2 separate regions of the Mus musculus genome follow, and region 1 is linked to region 2. The links are chromatin contacts, called in public promoter capture Hi-C maps. All regions are on one chromosome and are shown on one strand. Each heading gives the region's core, a stretch centred on a gene start, on an enhancer-like site or on the middle of the called end of the contact. The rest is flanking DNA. Distances are from core to core; before and after follow the strand shown. Region 1 holds the start of Gbp6 (guanylate binding protein 6). Region 2 has its middle 20 kb from the start of Mepe.

Region 1 (3,736 bases), core at 352-2,851, 950 kb before region 2:
GAATATGGTGCCTGTTGTCTTGGCAACCAGTCAGAAGGTAGCAGGTCATGCTGTCGCCTATGTGATGTCACAGGTTTGGGATGTCCTGATGCCAACACCGCCTCTAAGGGGTACTCCCTTGTTTAATCCTTCCTGTGAAATCACAATGGATCACTCTACAGCTCCCCCCTGCTTTGTGTTTCATCCTTTACAAATGGTGTTCAATCTCCCATCAGGGACAAAGTTCAGACCCCAGTCTGCCTCCCTAAGGGCTCAGAAATTAAAGCTTTCATTTTTCAGCTTCCATCTCTGAAGTTTTCTTAGCTTCTATATTGAACACAACTCCTACTTACTATTCTTTAATTGCTTCTTTTAAAATCAGGTTTTAAAATTGACTGTTGTGTTTTATGAAAAGAAAAAGAAGTCAGGTATATGTTTGGTGGCTGTCTGGTGTCTTAGTTAGGGTTTTACTGCTGTGAACAGACACCATGACCAAGGCAAGTCTTATAAAAAAACAACATTTAATTGGGGCTGGGTTACAGGTTCAGAGGTTCAGTCCATTATCATCAAGGTGGGAGCATGGCAGCATCCAGGCAGGCGTGGCACAGGCAGAGATGAGAGTTCTATGTCTTCATCCAAAGGCTGCTAGTGGAAGACTGACTTCCAGGCAACTAGAGTGAGGATCTTAAGCCCACAACCACAGTGACACACCTATTCCAACCAGGTCACACCTATTCCAACAAGGCCACATCTCCAAATGGTGCCACCCTCTGGTCCAAGAATATACAAACGTCATACCTGGTATGTTGAGGTGAAAAGGGGTACCTCTGAGGGCCAGTGTTGAAGCATTACCTTCTTCCTGAGGTACCAGCCACACAATTGTATAGTATAGAATACAGTTTATTTAAGACATGGAGAGGGGAGTTGAGGGGTTAGTAGAGACAAAGAAAGAGGGATAGAGAGGGGAGGAAGGAGGAGGAGGGACAGAGAAGAAAGAGGGTAAAAAAGGAAGAGAGGACAATTGAGCAAGAGAGGGGGGTATGTGAGGGTACAAGCAGCCCCTTTTATAGTGAGTCATGCCCACCTGGCTGTTGCCAGGTAATTGTGGGGCAGCCCAGAAGAAATGGCAACAGGGATGGTTCCTGCTTTAGAAAACACATGTTTAAAACATTAAACATGTTTGATCAGAAAGCACTGGGAATTTCCCCTGAGAGAAGCACACTTGCAATACTCCCGGATTTTGTAATTTCCACTGATGGCTGCCTGGGTTTTACTGTGCTTTATCTGTGCCAAGAAGGCTGGAGGAAACTGGAAATGGGTTCCAAGGAAAGAGAAGGTAAACAGATTCCACAGTGGAGGCCTGCTGTCCCTTGGCTGCAACAGAGTATCACACTGGCTTTTCGGGATAGACAGGAACCTCTGACCTCCCTTTCCAGTCTTGGCCAAGTTAACATGGCCTATTTTATTTTACTTTCAGTTTTGTTTCTGCTGCAGCATGTGATTTCTTTTAACTCCTTCTCTCTCTCTCTCTCTCTCTCTCTCTCTCTCTCTCTCTCTCTCTCTCTCTCTGTGTGTGTGTGTGTGGTCAGCTTACATAAAAGAGGAGCAAAGAGAGCAGGAGGGAGGAGAGCAGAAGGGAGCCTGAGGAGGCAGCAGCAGCTGAGAACTGCACTTGGACCTGTGCTGTGGGACCAGGTATATTTACTTTTCCTTTCTTTAAGGAGCAACTTAGTCTGGACCTCAGCTTGATTTCCAAGTCAAAGGGGCAACTGAGGGAGGGGGAAGGGAGGCAGATTATGAGCTCTCTGGTCTGCAGGGGGCTGTGGCTGGCTTTAGGTCTAGGAGGTCAGTTTCTTTCCTCTGATAAAGGACAGATACAAAGTGGCAGCCTGACACTGCTGGCTGCCCTGCTCTGTTAGACAAACTATGGGAAGAGCCCTGGTCCTGCCTCAGCTGGGACCACAACAGCTCCTGCCCTGGTTCACAGGCAACTGTAGGCAGAGGAAAGTCTCTGTGGAGGAACCGTGTGAGGAAAACTCAGCACAAGAGCTTGGCAAACATCTATCTGGAAATAACTTAGTTCCTACCTCACTGACTTTGAATTAAGTGTAAGAAGATAATCCAGTTCTATATTGATGTTTATGTTGTATGTGAGATGTAGAGATTACGTAGTGCTATGTGCATTTTGTTTGGGCTGCTAGTCTTATTTCATACATGGAACTAAGCTGCAGAGAGCCTGGTTTCTGGAGTTAAGTGACGTCACCTGTATCTAACTTCTGGAGATTCTGCACATTCTCCTTCCTTGGCATAATGTCCTCATGCTCATCTGGGACTGAGGGCAGGGCAGGGGAGGCAGGTTATGTGTTGTCTGACCTGTAGGAGTCTGTGTCTAGCCTAAGTCTATTAAGGTCTACAAAGTTGTGTACAGTAGTTAATTTTATTCCCTTCTTTGGCTGAATAATATTCTATTGTGCACATTGTCAGACTGTGTTAATGTATGCATCTGTTGGTGATCTGTTGGTGGGAGTCTGGGCTGTCTCCACAATGTGGGTATTGTGAACACAGCTGCCATGATCACTACAGCTCAAAGGTCCATCCAAGTCCTTCTTTGCTATTTTGTTTGTGTTGTAATCAAAGAAGAGCTGTTAGATCAGACATAAGTATTGATTTTCTCAAAAGCGAGGACTGTTTCCCATGAGGTAATATTCTGTATTCTTAGCCACAGAGTACAGACACCTGAGTTGTCTAAATTCTGGGTTACATGGATTTGTTTTTGCTTTGTGTGGTAGCTGTCCTTGTGTGTATGGTTTGATTGGCACTTCCTCAATATTTGTCAAAGACATGTTATAAGAAACAATGGGTCTATAGAATTGTTGTGCAACAAAAACAAGTAGTTCTTAAAAATAACAGCATTCATGCTTAAACTGTAAACATCAGCAAAACTAAGTAAACAATTTCAAATAAATATGTATGTTAACCCAAAGCAAGCTTCAGCCTCAGTAAGCTCTAAGAAGCCAAATCACACATGATCATGTGACTCTAGACTCTTACACCATGTCCCTCAGCATGGCAAAACAGAAATAGTGTAACGGAAAGTTTCTTCATTTTGCATCCATGTTTCCCTAATAAAACCTGATTGCCATTCTGTCCTGGGAACAGAGACACTTCACCTTTCACTCTGGTACATCCCAATTTGGACATTACATCTTTTTCAAGTAAGTTTATTTAAAAATTTTATAGTTTTCTCATACAAGGTGATTTGCAATATTGAGTACTATCTTGTGTGCTCATGGACATTTGTAAGCCTTCTCTGAAGAAATTTCAACCCAGTGCTTTTCTCAGTTTAGAACTGAGGTGTCTGTGATGAATTGTAGAGCCACTTTGTTTCAGATAGTAACCCTTTATCACACATGTGATTTACTACAGGTCTTCGTCACCCATTCTTGGGTTGCCTTTTTACACGCTGTATAGAATGCTCTGGTGCACGAATTTCTTAACTTTACAGAGTGGATTTTTTTCTATTTATTTGCTCATGTTGAGATTTTGTTTTCATGTTCAAGAAATAATCCCTACTTGAAACACAAGTTAGGTAAGACTGAAACCAGGTTAGCCCCAGGTTAGCCTGCTGTAGTTAAGGTCTGCATTGCTTCCTGCAGTCAGAACCTGTGTCAGGTGGGGTGCAGGTAGGCAGTAAAAAGTCAAACAAGGACTCATGTAAGTCCCACCCTTTAGTCAGCTGCACATCTCAGTGTTCATG
Region 2 (4,185 bases), core at 1,061-3,560:
TGGCAGCTTTTCATTAAAGCCATGGATATATATTCCAGAACATATTCTGAGACTGTGACTATATGTGTCGTGTGTGTGTGTGCATATGAGCATGCATGTGAGTACACACTCAGGTCTTCACCTCACTGCATATTATTCTTTGAGACAGATTCTCTCTCATTGGATCTAGAACTCACTGATCATGTTACGGTCATTGCCTAATGAACTCTGAAGCTCCATATATCCCCACTTCCTTTCTTCTGGGATCACAGACATATAGTGTCATGCATGTCTTTTTATTTAAATGCTAGGAATCTGATCCCAGGTTCTCGAAGTTGCACAGTGTGCTCTTTACCAATGGAAACATCTTCCCAGGATCCTTGCATTCAGTTAAACTTCTGTTTTGTGGTGTTTTCAGTGGAATCAATGATAGGTAGGGATAGAAGCCTAGGCTCCCTGTCAGCACTCCCTTGGCATCCATGTATAGTCATGTGTGTGATTGTGGAGTGAGCTGCTCATTACTCCAGGCCGTGCTGGCATTCCCAGCTCCCAGCACAGTCCCCACTGGCACCATGAATAGGTGATATCATTACTTTGGAGCAGTGGTCATAGCCCTGATTCTCCACTGGCCCTCCTATTGCAACGGGGCCTTGCGAGAGTTGGTAGAGTCCAGACTTCCCACATGTCCTCCACTGATGCCACACAGCCAGCTCTTTGGCTGGGATGAGAGTCTTGGCCATTTCCTTAGCAGTTTGGCAGAATCTAGGTGCTGGTGGCCATGGAGTTGGAATACCTGTATGGATTCTTAAGGGTGGAAAGTCTAGACTTCCCTCAGTGTTGGCCTGCATAGGTGGGGTCCCTTCCTTCTGTGGTGCTGTGGTGTCTGGCTGCAGGAGGATGGTTATTGCCTAAAGTTTCCAGTCCTGCCCCTGCTGTCCCTTTCCTGTTTCCTTGGGTGATGGGTGTAAGAAATTTGCTGGCTTTTCAGTTTTATTTTTGTCTGTACTTTCTAACACATTAGCCAATGACATAGCTTCAAATGTGGGATACATAAGGGAAAGAAGAAAACTCGGATATCTACCACCTGTCACTCTTTGGACCTTAAGCTTCTGGACAATAATTCCATTTACTTTCATGGTGTTGGGTTTTTTGTTTGTTTGAAATATGTCTAGGTATTTTAGTCACAATTCCTAAGAAGTTAATGGAATAGGACCCCTTCTTTCCCACAAGTAAAGGTAGTCTATAGGTCCTTAAGTCTCAAGTAATCACATGTTAATATTATTTTGGAGATAGTCTGATTTTATTATTTGGTTATAGGACTGGTGATACAGACTTAGGCAGTGTTGTGAGTTCAGATTGTAGACCTACTCTCTCTCTCAAAACAATAACAGAGACCTACTTATAGTTAGCTGCACTCAAAAGATACTGATGGATGGATTAGCTTCAGCCAACAGGTAAGCCAACATCAATGTGCTATATGGCACTGCCCCATTTGGTCCCTATATGTTAAAGATTTTTACAAACAACTGAGATAAACAGTAGAGAAACAACTGCATATTGATAGGTAGGAATGATAGTTAATATATAGGATCACAAAATTAGAGCTCAAAACCACTGGGATGAAACAGCAGTAGCAAATCCAACCATTTTCTTTTGCTTCCGAGAGTGTGTGATATCCCATGACCTCAGGATAGAGCCAGTAAATGTGAAGAGCAAGCAAATGTGAAGAAACGTTATATCATGCTAGACGTGGCTTCAAACTTTCTCTGTCCTTACTTCATGTTTGGCGTAATGGTTTCTCTGCACAGAGGGAACCATAACCTAACTTGCTATCCTAACAGACTGCAGCCAACTCTTGCAGCAATACAGTCATAGCTGCTGAACTCAAAGGAGAGCCAGACAGCCGTTCATGCCAGGTTAAACACAGCTGGTCACCGCAGCTGGGCTAAATTAACATCATCTCTACTTCCTGCAGGTCACTTCCTTTTCACTTATAAAGCCAACCAGCACATGTTGTGTGTGGGGCCTTTCAAACCATTTCTGAGTTGCCACGGCCTGATCCCAAAGCTGCAAATAAAACCAGCTAAGATTAGCAAGGTTGGGTTTGCCTTAATTTTCTCTTTTGAAAGAGATTGGTCATTTTAAAATTAGAAATTAAGTAGAATTAAGAGAAGCTGGTATTAGTTCAAACTGAATTTAAGGCCTTGGCACAGGCATCAAAACATAGACTTGTAGCTGTCAAGAAATCAGGGGCTGCAGTGGCTCAGAGCAAGAATTCTACTGCAGGGGTCCTGAGTTTGGTTCCCAGGACCCACGTGGGTGGCTTACAGCACCCTCTTTTGGACACAACAGGCAAATGCACTCCTACTTACAGAGACCTTCTCCCCATAGACACATAACTTAAATAAAAATACATTTAAAAAAGCTTAATGCAATTCAGGATTATTAATATGAGTGGCCAAAATAAAGGAAGTAACCGTCACACCGTGTGCGGCCAAATATTTAGATCACTGCGCTTGTACACCTGGAGATGACAAGTGTATTTGAAGGTCACATGAGAAGTGACAGAAACTTGTTTAAGTGAATGAGGAGAAGGAAAGAAAACTGATGACACACATGGAAAGATAATGAGTCACTCCACGCAGTGCCACACATGCGCAGTGACACACTTGCACAGAGCCACACGTCCAGACATCTCTGTAGAAATACGCATGTGGGCTGGAGAGATGGCTCAGCCTCTAAGAGCACTGGCTGCAGTTCCTGAGGACCCAGAATGCACAAAGTGGCTCACAATCACCTATAACTCTAGTTTCAAGGGACCTGGTGCTCTCTTCTAACATCCACGGCTTCTGCACACAGGTGGTACACTATATACACTAGGGTACACTTTGTATACACACACACACACACACACACACACATATATATATGTGTGTGTGTGTGTGTGTGTGCATAAATAAATAATTTGTATAGTATAATATGTAATGTATTATATATAAATAATTAAATAAATATTTTAAAAGAATAAGTATGAAAATAGAAGAATTAGGAGCAATTGGGGATAGAAAAAAAGTGCTTAGGACCAGATGACTCTCAGGTTCCTTTAAAGAGCCTACGTATCTCTAAGGACTGAACTGTAAGGAGGAAGGAACCATGGTGATAGGGTGTGGTGGTGATAGGTGTGGGGATGGGGTGTGGTAGAGGCAGCCAGCATCCCCAAACTGAGCATGGCTGGTGGGGTTTTAATAAGATCCAGATATGAGTAAGAAAGAAGAGATATTTTCAATTAAAATAAATTCCATCATTTATATAAGGAAACAGAAGTGTGGGGTTTCCTAAGGAAAGGCACACAGAGGAAAACTGGATGAAATTTCAGCGCTTGTTATTCTAACCCAAGAGCTCTTGTTTCTGATCGTGGAGTTCAAAGACAATGGAATTTGGAAATTATAAGGAGAGGCATCGGCTTCCATTTTATTTATTTAAAGTTCATGCATGTGTGCTATATTTTATATTGTTCCTCATCGCCTCTTCTCTGTGCCCCCTCAAATTCATGACCTCTCTCTCTCTCCTTCTCCCTCTCTCTCTCCCTCCCTCTCTATATAGATAGATATTATATATCACATATATAATATAATTATATTTCTGACTACTTTTTAGAACCTAAAAGTGACCCCCCCCCTATACTTACCTCAATGCCCACAGGTAAGTGTAAGCTCTCACCCTCATCAAAGAACTTCTTTTTAGCACCAGACAGAGACCACTACAGAGGTCCAGAGTCCAAGCACAGAGAACAGCTGACAGACTGTGGAGTGCCCAGCCCCAGCCCGCACATCTACAACACAACCCTACACCCAATGCCCAGAGAACACGGTGGAAGAAGACCAGGAATTCCGTCGTGGGACTGTGACATCTGCACCTGATTGGAAAGCTACGGCCAGGAAACTGCAACAGTATGGCAGCCTAAACAAACCATGAACAACGGCAGCACCAGCGGACATGCCGACATGGAAGGGGGACATCACACGACCCAACCCTTAGATGAAGAGTTACAGCAACCAAGGAACAACCGAGGGAGGGAGAACCAGTATCTGGGGATGCATGTGCTTAAAGTTTTAAAAACGAATTTTCTATAGTGAGATAATTTCCAGATTTAATTGAAAATGAGAATAAAACTCTCAGTGTATTTCAAAACACTTGTTGAGAAGT

What was found. Promoter capture Hi-C pulls out the DNA fragments that hold promoters and counts their contacts.
Region 1: a promoter capture Hi-C map of 3T3-L1-derived adipocytes shows a contact between it and region 2, with 6 times the contacts expected there. The contact joins the promoter of Gbp6 here to the enhancer-like site in region 2. A contact is called at or near these places in 8 of 39 promoter capture datasets (the 3T3-L1 cell line, 3T3-L1-derived adipocytes, the C10 cell line and 4 more) and 2 of 9 other capture datasets (embryonic stem cells and liver).

What each region holds. Positions count from the first base shown.
Region 1 is chr5:105,291,564-105,295,299 of GRCm38.p6, reverse strand. It overlaps Gbp6 (guanylate binding protein 6), which reads left to right and starts at 1,601. Exons shown (of 11, transcript NM_194336.2): 1 at 1,601-1,674.
Region 2 is chr5:104,343,151-104,347,335 of GRCm38.p6, reverse strand. No RefSeq gene overlaps it. Among named protein-coding and RNA genes, the nearest start is that of Mepe, 20 kb to the right of the region's middle. Within about 2 kb of position 2,310, at least 30 of the 459 cell types and tissues checked have an H3K27ac peak or open chromatin away from gene starts, as enhancers often do. A contact at or near this core is called in 3T3-L1-derived adipocytes, where this site is marked.